Regions from separate parts of the Mus musculus genome. Here all the other regions are linked to region 2. Evidence: chromatin contacts called from public HiChIP or PLAC-seq data. All regions are on one chromosome and are shown on one strand. The core of a region is the stretch at or near the end of the contact, and the rest is flanking DNA. Distances in the headings are between cores, read along the strand shown. Region 1 holds the start of 9130008F23Rik (RIKEN cDNA 9130008F23 gene). Region 2 holds the start of Crisp3 (cysteine-rich secretory protein 3). Region 3 holds the start of Cenpq (centromere protein Q).

Region 1 (3,770 bases), core at 376-2,875, 640 kb after region 2:
TTAAAGACAAATTAATTTAAAAATTAAACTTAAAATAGTAGACCTACTGTCAATCCAATCTTAATTACAAATACTTTTTAAATTTTTTTTTATTTTTATGTGCACTCATGTTTTGCCTGCATGCAGGCCTGTTTGAGGGAGTCAGATCCCTAGAACTGGAGCTGGCAGACATTTGGAGCTACCATGCAGGTGCTGGGAATGGAACCTGAGTCTTCTGGAAGAGCAACCAAAGCTCTTAAAACCACAGAGCCATCTTTCCAGTCCTTAACTATAAATCTTAGAAGGGTAAATAAAATATCTAATAGAAAGAAAAGAAAAAAAAAGAATAGGGAATATAACCATTTATGACATCTTGCATACAACATGTCTACCTTTCTTATTAAATCGTAAGCTAAGTAAGATGCCCTCTGCAATAAAGCCCTGTTAAATTGCATTTTACGAGCAAAGCACAGATCAACCTACCAAAGTGCCCCAGTCTCTCTTTGCCTCACTCCTTTTCTTCTTAACATGGAAATATGATGGACCAGAATAGAAACTGCACACCAGTAGAGTACTAGAAACATTTTGCTTCACCTCCTTATCATTTTGTTTTCCGTTAAAAAAAAAAAAATGTTCTTTATGGATTTCAAAACAAAGACCCTCTCTACATCCACTCTACACACCACACATCCCAAAGAGAAGACCTCAAACTTCTGCTTTTGGCCGCTCAACGGGAACGAGGGATGCAGACAGACAACTCAAGTAGCTATCAAAATGCCAACAAGCAAACTGACTAAAGTTTTGCGCTTTCAAACTCCCATTTACCACCAATGTAAACAAACAAACAAACAAACAAACAAAAGAATACCTTTTCTTCTCCTTAATCATTGTGAGACACTCAAGCCACAGAGAACATCTCAAGCAGCTTAAAATTTGTTCTTCAAGCATTTTCCCCCGCAACCACTGTCCTGGAACATTTCTCAGGCTCCAGAGATCTGTGTGTTTAACGTCCTTCGAGCATCAGGTCCTTGGCGATAGGATAGGGGTTTGGCTGTGGCTCCGGTGCCCCATAAGCTGTGTCACTCCCTCTCCCTCTGTGTCCGAAAGGTGACTGCGGTCACAGAACGCTCCTCGGTCCTCGTGGTCATACTCCCCTTGGTCCATGCGGTCCACAGCACCTCCTGTGTCACCTGGTAATCCACGACCCGCACCAACAGGGACCTGGGTGTGTTTTCGGGGTCCTCGGGCTGGGCCCCCGGGGCCGTGGCAATGCGCCTGCGGGAAAGCTTTGGTTTCCGTTTGGAATCGTAGTGGTCTCCAATCGTCGGGGGAAGGTTCTCGCTGTCCACCAGCCCTGCGCAAGCAGAGTCCGCCTGTGTTCCCAACCACCTCTCCGGGTGCAGAAGAAAGAGCACTTTCTCTCTGACCCAGGACTGGCAATCCAAATTCTTTCCCTTCTGCTTTCTCAAGTTCCCACTTGCTATTGATTGGGCACTTCCCGCCTCCGCCAGCGCAGGATTAGGGGAGCCAGAATCCAAGGGTGGCCCACACCCCTCCCGGCGCGGAGAGCACTCAGAGCGCCCTTGGGGTCTGCCCAGCTCCATCCCGGAGGGTAGATAGTTCATGCGTCCACGTTTCTTCAGTTCTGGGAGGAAAACTCCAGCTAAACTCGGAGGGCGGTGCAAGCACTGGGTGTGGCTTGAGCGAGGCACTGACTAGAGGAGCAGCCTGAGGCCACACTGCGAATTTCCGCCTCCTATCTTGGTTTACTTTCAGTCTTTAGACCTTATTGATCTCCACCCACTTCAAACACAGTCTTAGATCCTCTTTTCCCATCCCTAGGACTTAGCCGCGATTCTTTTATGATATATTTGGCTCCAGCCCAAACTGCCTAGTGAGGTCTCCATTCTTTTTTTTCCAAAACTGAAAGTATGGGTGCTAATGACCTTCCCAAATTCTCAAAGCATTATTTCTTATTTTGTATCTGCGGCTGTTTAAGCATGAAGGAACAAGTAAGCTTGATTTTTATTTTTAAATTTTTATTTTATTTTACTTTTTGAGACCGTTTCTCTGTATAGCCCCTAGTATCCACCCTGTAGACCATGCTAGCCTGGAACTCACAGAGATCTGCCAGCCTCTGCCTCTGAATGCTGGGATTAAAGGCTTGCACCACTACCAGGCAACATTCGTTTGGTTTTTAATCATCTGATTTAATTAAAGTCTTCTGAAAAGAATACTTTTTCATTTGAGAAAAGGTCTCAAGCTGTAGTGCTGGTTGGCCTGGGACTCACTGGCTAGCTTGACTGTCCTTGAACTCCTTGGAAAGCCCACTTCCCCAGCAAGAATGTGTGCTAGAAAAGATTTCCTGTCCACTTTAAATCCTTCCATCCTCTATGGTACCTCTAGGTCTATGGAATGATCTCTCAGGATCATTCCTGGAACAGTTCAAGTCTTAGGGAACAGGGCTGTGAGTTCATACTTTTGCTTTGGAACACTAGGATCTGTGGGGACAGGGGTCACCTTTGTCTGTGTTTTAGTTGTCATCATCACATGTCTGGAAAAGGGGCCTAGTGCTTTGACTTGAAACAAACTTCTAGAACAGAACCAAAACAAACAAGAACAAATCACTAAAAGGCGCTTCAGAGTTTACGTTCTTGTGCCTTTGTAGGTCCCCCTCCCATTCGACATGAGCTTCCCTTTTAATCTCATGATAACAAACACATACATATGTTCCTATGTGTGCATTTACCTCTAAGCTTATGGATATGCCTATGCCACAATAGTCTATGCCTGAAGTTCATGGAGAACACTAGTCAATAGGAGAAAAGACTCTTATGTGTCCGTTCCAGTCCATCCTTGGTAGTAGCTGTTTGTTTTACTGGAAAATGCTGTTTTCCTGTCTGGTTTAGCAAAATGATTTAGCCATGATTGTGAGTATTTCTGCTCTTACATGAAAGTCTGAACAGCATGGGGGAAAAGACATCCTGGTATCAGCATGGACTCTGGTCTTGCTGTGGGCTGGCTGGCCACTGCTACCCCACATCTCACATTCTTGACTGCCTTAGATGAGAATGGATTTAAGCACTTTAAACTCAGTTATCCTTCACAATGAAATAAGGAGGTGCTATGATGTCTTTGGTATCTTTGAGAATTCTTAAGCATGTTGACTCTGGTCAGACACCAATAAATAGGAGACCCTGGTTTCTATTATGATACGTGTTTGCTCATGACCAACATCTCATTTATTTCCTTATAAGATTGTAAGGCTCTGTCTTGTTCACGTGCTTGACCAGGAAGTACTTAATATGTGCTAAATGCCAGTAGCTGGGTGATGGGACATTTAGAGGAACAAGCCAAACTGCTTATCCGTGTTGTGTTCACTGGAAGTACAGTGACGGACATCAACCAGGAGTCATAGATAACTCAGCTCTAGCATGGGTGAGACTAATCTACAGATCAACATTCTGCCCTGCTCTTGCGGATTTAGTTTTCATTGGTTTGGAGATAAGCTTTGAACACTGATTTGTAGCAAGGCTCTCAGTAATTCTGATTCGGGTGATTCATGAAGCCTAAGAGAAACAGCACAAATTCACAACGGCTGCAGATGCCTACATTAAGTCAGTACAAGAATGGGCCTATTAACAGTTTGGTGTGGATGGGGGGCACCTAATCCTCACTGCTAAGCTATTTGCTACTAAGTGATTCAGGGGGAGGGAAATCATTGTCTTCATTTGTATAACCAATGGTTACTATGGTTTTTATGCCAGGTTCCAATGAATAATCCCATCTAA
Region 2 (3,796 bases), core at 531-3,030:
TTTTTAGGCTAATGGTTTCCCCTAACCAGTAAGAAAAGTTTTTCTTACTCTACAATTAATAAGTAAAGATCTATGTGGAATGAATACAATGCATAAATAAGTAATTTTTATGAAATGTGTCAAGGCACTCCTTGCCATAACTTAGGCACTCACAATAACATAGATACTGTGACTATGGGCTTGGTGTCACTTGTCATGTGACTCTCTATGGGATTCATTTCAAACTCATAAAAACCTAGTTGGAAGACACTGTGACTAAATATTCCACTCTACACATGAGCCATCTCAGTATTAGAGATTTAGTAATGAGGTGTCCCATAAAATCTCAGGTAACAGAAGTGAAAGAGAAGCACCATCTTAAAGCCTTCAGTTCTGAAAGCCAGAAATTGCAATGATTTGAAGGATATGTAGACATGGAAATATGTCAATAAAACCCCTGCAGAAGTACACAGGATGAGCACATTACAGGAAAAATAACATGATTCTAATTGATCATATTCTCCCGATTATCTACTGTAATATTTTCTAAATTCCAATATAATATGGTAATTGTCACTCTTGATTGCTTTGTCATGTTTCTCTGAGGTACGAATTAGACAACAGAGAACATATGTTCTACCAAACTGCTAGAAATCACTATGGGCAGAAATGTTGCAAAAACACTCTTGTAAATTCCTACAAAATAATTTTTTTTCAAGAAGAAATGTTCTTGCTTCCTTGAATTTGCTCAGTAGTAGCACTGAAATTCTGAACTGGGCCTGATGTACAATTCTTAAAATTTCTAACACTCATTTCTGTAATCCACCCTTTGTCTCATAAATTTGCATCCCTTTATCTAATAGCTTTCAGGATTTATACTTATTGTAACTTTGACTACTTATTATCCAAATTCAGAAGTTTAGATACATTGATGGACAGGCACTGTAGGTTCAAATATAAAAAAGCAGAGCGCATGATGTAGGCACATGGAAGAAAACATCCTTAAATGTTCTTTGGAATTATTATCTTCTGCAGTAGCATAGAATTTCTTTCTGATAGACATTGAATAGTTCCATGAAATCCTAAAATTTTCCAGAAACATTTTTGTTTGCCCCAAACACAAAGTTCTTATGTGCTCTGTCATATAAGATATATACACAATTTATACATGTAATTAATCTTTAAGCTACCAGAATATGTTCACCTATGACCAGAAACAGTATATGTTTTGATTTTTGCTTGTCTTGAATGTATTTTATGGACAACTTATATTTTCAACAAATGATCATCAATAGCACATTTATTTCAAAGTCACTGCTATAATATTCTTTTGATAAATTTAAAATCAGTGGCAAGGATACCTTCATATCCATCTTCTAAAAGCATTTATATCACTGTACAGAAATAGATTTTAAATTAAATCCCTACACTCCTGAATCATTGTCTTAGTAAAGATACCACTAACAGTTCTGCTTGGAAAAAATTCTGAGACATTATTTCTGATTTTAGAGTTTAAAAGTTTCACTCCCATTATCTCTGTACAAAATTATTTTAAAGAAAACAAATAAGCTATAAAATCATGTATATCACTTTATATGAATAAATATAAACAATTGTTCTCAATAAAATTATCAGTATCATTGTGATAACAACCACACATGCAGTAATTAACTGTAAAATTTCACTGTTGTTTAGTTGTAAATGTATTCCATTAGGAACTTGATCTCATAATAAAGGAGGACTACTTACTGCTGGCTTCAGAGTAGAATGAGGTGTTGTCCTGCAGGAAGAAGAAAGGTGACATCAGACAAGAGTCTCAGCTGTCTATTTATACTCTACATAGTTCCTGTTTTGGCACAATCTGCTTATGCAAACTGGTCTTGGTTAACCAAGTATGACACAGGATTTGACATGCCAGATTTTATTGCTGGTCATCTAACTGACATTTTGACATCATGTGATGACTGTATATTAGAAACAAATTTTACTGGCTCTTTCATGCTCTTCTAGTGAATACAATGTATGTATATATTTGCCAGGAAATGCTTCAAAAACTTTTAATCAAATAATTTTTATCTTATCAGAGCTGTGAGGATTTTTTTTCTTTTAAGGGGGCTACAAAGATAACTTGGATTTAGAGTACTTCATGCTCTTACATAGAACAATGAGTTTTGTTTCTTCTAGCTATGTATGATGTGTTACTATTGCTTGTAATTGCAGGGGATTAGACAATTTCTAGTCTCCATGAACACATATTTACATGAGCATAACTTTACTCAAAGGCAAATAGATACACATACATGCACAATTTAACACTAATTGTCCCTTTAGGAATGAGTGTGAAATTATACATTTCATGATCTCTTGAGAATTTAAGATTTCCTCACATAAAGTGAAGTGTCCAAAGCTAATTGTTGAAATTAGGAAATTGTTGAATGCGTTGGAAAATAATTGTTTTCTGTACCTTTGAAAATTTAATGTGATAATGCCTTCAAGAGTATATTGATAAAGAACTCCAGTTACCTTTAAATCCATCAGCATTGGAATATACTTTCTGGTGGAATGGTTTTACACATAATATTGAGCAACTTATTAAATTGCTTTTATTGAGTGTGTAGATCTACACAAGGTTTCATGATTTCTTAGCTTTTTTTCCATGTTACAAAAATGAAGCAGGATAGAATACTGACCCCAAATACCCTGGGCAATGATGTTAAGAATTGTGTTTTGCTAAATAGGAGAGAATAATTTACCAGTCTCAAGTAGTACATACATAGTCTTGAAAGGCATTTCAAGAATCTCTTGCTGCTTTCAGATGAGGGGCTAAAAGTGAAAGACTGCAGTATCTGGCCTCAGAGAAACTCAGGCAGGTAAGCTACATCAGGAAAGTGATTAAGACTGAAGAGAGGTAAACATTTTATTATTGAACAGCAACCCTGCCCCTGCAGATGCTCTTTCTGCTCCACAACCTCAAGAGGAACCAATAATTAATAATTAAGGGCAAATGATGACCTCCAGCAACACATGACAAGAACCCCTCACTTGAAAATGCTGTCTTTTTTTCACTGGATGGTTTTGGCTTCTTTGTCAAAGATCAAGTGACTATAGGTGTGTGGGTTTATTTCTGGGTCTTCTATTCCTTTGATGTTCTCTGTACTAATACCATGCAGTTTTTATCACTATTGCTCTGTAGTACAGCTTTAGGTCATGGATGGTGATTCCTCTGGAAGTTTTTTATTGTTGAGAATGTTTATTTTTTCTATCTTTTTGTTTGTTTGTTTGTTTGTTGTTCCCAATGAATTTGAGAATTGCTCTTTCTGTTTCAGTGAAGAAATTAGTTGGAATTTTGATTTTCAACAAATGGTTCTGGTTCAATTGGCAGTTGGCACATAGAACAATGCAAATTGATCTGTTCTTATCTCCCTGTATAAAGCTCAAGCCCAAGTAGCTTAAGGATCTTCATATAAAATCAGTTGCACTGCATCTAATAGAAGAGAAAGTGGAGAATGTCTGGAACACATGGGCACAGGGGACATTTTCCTGAACAGAACAACAGTGTCTCATGCTCTAAGATCAACAATTGACAAAAGTGACATCATAAAATTGAAAAGCATCTGTAAAGCAAAGGACATTGTCTATAGGAAAAAATGGAGAAAGATCTTTACCAACCCTACATTGAATAGAGGGCTAATATCCAAAATATACAAAGAACTCAAGTAATTAGACTCCAGAGAGTCAAATAACCTTACTTTAAAATGGCGTACTGTGCTAAACAAAGAATTCTGAATTGAGTAATCTCCAATCGCTGAGAAGCACT
Region 3 (3,687 bases), core at 873-3,372, 690 kb after region 2:
GGAAATGGTATTTCCAACTAATTACCTTTGAAATGCTTAAGCTAGTGATTACAGTGATTACAAACTATCTGTACAGTAGTGGCAGAACCAAAATCCGTGGTGTCTTAGAGAGGAAGAAGTAGGTTTGTCTTTATATCAAAGATGAGTAGTTCAGAATGAGGGATAATAATTTGTCTCCTAGTTCCTTTCGATGTGACAGGCAAACCTCTATATATTTGCTGTTAGAATTAATATTGAGGATGTGACTGTTTATGCTCACCTTTTACCATTTCTGAACTCAAAACCAAGATACTGAAACATTTTTCATGAAAAGCAGTAGAAGACACTTTAATACAGAACAATACCTTTAGAGGACAGATGCTTTGCATGACTTCTGTTTCTTTTTGCTGTGTTTCCAACCTAGAGTCATACAAACAAACAACAGATAAAAAGATGGTTTTGCAACACATACTCCATGTATACAAATACTATACCTTCCAGGAGGTAGAAAAAAGTATTGTAGATATGATAAACAAAGAATGCACTAAAGTTTGTGATATGAATTACAATGTGTAGTAAAACTGACTTTTAGCCCTTTGAAGGGAAATAGATATTTCTAATTAAAGAGATCTGAAAGAAAGAGATCTTACCTCATTCTCTGGCAAATCCGCTTCCTTATTGGCTCTTTGTTTCAAACTTCTTTTCACCTGTTGAGGTTTTTTCCTAGAAGCACGTGCTTTACCAGACATTTTCATCTAAACAGTATAATCACAACGATACATAGTCTGCAAAGGTGAAAAATATAATTATAATATAAATATAATTTTTGTTGAAAAGAGTACATAAATTTTTAAAAAATTTATTCTTCTCTCATGCAATACATCTGACCATAGTTTCCTCTCCCACTCCTCAAGTCATGGGTCCCTTTTCTTTCCCCAAACCACTGCTTCTGCGTTTCCTTTCATAAAACAACAGGGCTCCCAGCGACATCAACCAAACATGAGGTAATAAGATGTAATCAGACTAGGCACAAACCATCATATCAAGGCTGGATAATGCAACCCAGAAATGAGGAAAAGGGTCTTCCAAGAGATGGCAAAAGAGCAGGAGATTCTCCTACTCCAACCTTTAGGAATCCCCCCAAAACACCAAGCTAAACAACATATATGGCAGGATGTAATACAGAAAACGCCTACATTGAATCATGAGACAGACATTGTAAGTATCGAAACCAGGGTCATGATTTCTACCTGTTGGGACCACTCAACTTGTGTTAATTTAAAAAAAAAAAAAGAAAGAAAGAAAGAAAGAAAAGAAAAGAAAAATTAAGATAGAAGATAAAAATTCCTTACTGTTCCCAGATCCACAGGAAATCATAGCTTAACAGTGGGTTGGTAGACACCGCTATGACTACAATTATTATGTATGAGATATACTAAATGCAATCAAATGACTTGTGGGCAGCTGTGGGGATATCTTTGGATTAATTAGCCAAGACGAAGAGAAATAAAGTGCTTAAATGAAACCAGCGTAAAGTCGGACGGCGTGACAGCTCAAAGAACATTTTTTTTTTTTTCTTTATGAATCAGCCCGTTCAGACTAGATCGAATCCTTATGGGAGGAGTGGAAAAAGGCGCTCCGCTTCGGTTTGCTTGTTGTTTTCTTGGCCGGTTTACTGAAACTAGTTTAAACCGACTTATCTCAACTTAAGCTGTTCATCTGCGAACCACTAACGAGAGTGAACTTGGGCTACTCTGTCCGTCGCTCCAGGACGAGGTACAGAGATTCAGGAACCAAGACCGGGAGGGTCAGGGGGACTAGAGAGGGAAGATCAATATTTTCACTCCACTCTGGGGTTATCTCAAACAGTTGCCCTAAATGGCAGAGACCTATTCAGACATTAGACATTGCCCCTTAAAAACAAAACAAAACAAAACAAAACGGAGTTTTACCACAAACGCGTGAGGCTCAAATTATCCCCTGGATCTGTCAGCCGCTTTATCGCTTCCTCGACTCTTCACAGTTGCTTCACGGATTCAAAAGGCGCGCTTCTGACTTAATCCGCCCAAACAACCGGAAAAGACGGAGAACTTCCAGGATCTGGGAACCGGAAGCGTCAGTGAGGAACGCAAACACACTTGTGTAGAGAAGGCCGGCCTGCGGAGCGTATGTCTTTACGTCATCAGACGCGCGCCCGCAATGTCCGGATTGGATTGGCTAATCCGAGGGCGGTGTTGGCTACGCCCCCTGATTTGATTGGCTGCCGAGCTCCTGCGGCGAGCGGGTGTGACCCCGGCGTCTGGGTTCGGTTCTGAAGTCCGGGCTTGGTCCGGGTGATCCCCAAACACTGTGAGTAAGCCCGTGCGCTGTGGAGCACGTCAGGCTTGCAGGATTCTTCTCTTATTGGCTTCATCTGCTCCACCTATCTATCTTGCTGTCCTTTCCTTCTTCTTCACGGATTTTCTGTGATAGGAAGCCGCCCCTGCTTGCTCCTGAAATATAGATGGTGACTGACTGGGTTCTCATTTCCCGCCAGGCTGGTGGAATTCGGAGGTCACCGCTGCAAAATGCCTTTCAACAGCGTGCTAGTCTTGTCGCTGTGCGTCCCTGGTTTCCCACGCACGCGCAGAGCAGAGGTTACTTGTTAGAGGTTCACAAGCTCATGTGGTTTCTAGGGTGTTTTTGCTAGAGGTAGTAAGACAGAAAGTTAGGTGACAGAAGGAAAAGATGAAAAGGAAAGGCGCGTCTAACCTGATTTAAAAAACAAAACAAAACACATAGCCTAACTTCTCCGTTTTGCCATTGAGAGCGTGACACATGCGTGTAATTTTCAACCGCCTGCTGATTTTCTTCCAACATAGTTTTGTGCTTAGTTATTTTTTAGGCCAGTCGTTCTCAACCCTCTTAATGCCAAGACCCTTCAGTACAGTGGTGACCCCCAACCATAAAATTATTTTTGTTGCTACATTGTAACTGTAATTTTGACACTTTTATGAATCGTAAATTGAATATTTTTGAAGATGGAGGTTTGCCAAGGAGTTATGACCCACAGGTTGAGAACAGTTGCTTTGGGCTAACAGTTCCTTTATGCTGTTAATTTTCTTGCCTTGTATAGTCACCACCTATGTATATTGAACAGTGTGAGGGGCTAGCTCTTCTGAGGTGTTACTATAACTTTCAAATTAATTACAAAATATTTAGAGAAAGCTCACAACAACAGTAATTGCACAGAGTGCTAGTTTCCACAGACATAATACATCATGTAATTTATGTCCAATAAAGGCTTCCTTTTTCTTTTCTGTGCTGTCATAAATGAATACTCCAGTAAGTTTCAATATGGAATATAGTAGTTCCATTCAATTCATTCGTTTGTTTATATTGTAACACACGTATTCTAACTGTGGATGTTTATGTTTCAGATTCTCTAATGCAAATAAACAGCAGAGAATTCCTATTCTATCTCTCACAATAGAAGCCTTCCCAGAATGGATGTTACCCAGTTTAAGGGGCTAGCATATCTGAGACGTTTCCTGTTTTGAAAGTTTACATTGTAAAGTAATTAGAACAGTATTGCGATGAGTGGCTTATGCGGCTTGTTTGGTGATCCATAATAAGTATTCAATAGTCATCAAGGCTTCACTAAGTTGATAGGTCAGAAATTATATGAAAAATAGAGTTTTAAACTCCCACTGTCCAATGCTGTGTAAA

What was found. HiChIP or PLAC-seq counts read pairs in DNA pulled down with a chosen protein or histone mark.
Region 1: a contact with region 2 is called in an H3K4me3 HiChIP or PLAC-seq map of bone marrow-derived macrophages, with 4 times the contacts expected there. The contact joins the promoter of 9130008F23Rik here to the promoter of Crisp3 in region 2. A contact is called at or near these places in 4 of 39 promoter capture datasets (embryonic stem cells, hippocampal neurons, liver and 1 more), 1 of 484 Hi-C or Micro-C datasets (myeloid progenitors) and 1 of 115 datasets of contacts at active chromatin or transcription factors (bone marrow-derived macrophages).
Region 3: a contact with region 2 is called in an H3K4me3 HiChIP or PLAC-seq map of pro-B cells, with 2.6 times the contacts expected there. The contact joins the promoter of Cenpq here to the promoter of Crisp3 in region 2. A contact is called at or near these places in 2 of 115 datasets of contacts at active chromatin or transcription factors (large pre-B cells and pro-B cells).

What each region holds. Positions count from the first base shown.
Region 1 is chr17:40,878,933-40,882,702 of GRCm38.p6, forward strand. It overlaps 9130008F23Rik (RIKEN cDNA 9130008F23 gene), which reads right to left and starts at 1,626. Exons shown (of 2, transcript NM_027834.3): 1 at 848-1,626. The coding sequence starts at 1,604. The coding sequence ends at 1,059.
Region 2 is chr17:40,240,508-40,244,303 of GRCm38.p6, forward strand. It overlaps Crisp3 (cysteine-rich secretory protein 3), which reads right to left and starts at 1,781. Exons shown (of 8, transcript NM_009639.3): 1 at 1,729-1,781.
Region 3 is chr17:40,932,452-40,936,138 of GRCm38.p6, forward strand. It overlaps Cenpq (centromere protein Q), which reads right to left and starts at 2,123. Exons shown (of 9, transcript NM_031863.4): 1 at 1,932-2,123; 2 at 630-764; 3 at 345-399. The coding sequence starts at 728. It overlaps Mmut (methylmalonyl-Coenzyme A mutase), which reads left to right and starts at 2,234. Exons shown (of 13, transcript NM_008650.3): 1 at 2,234-2,328.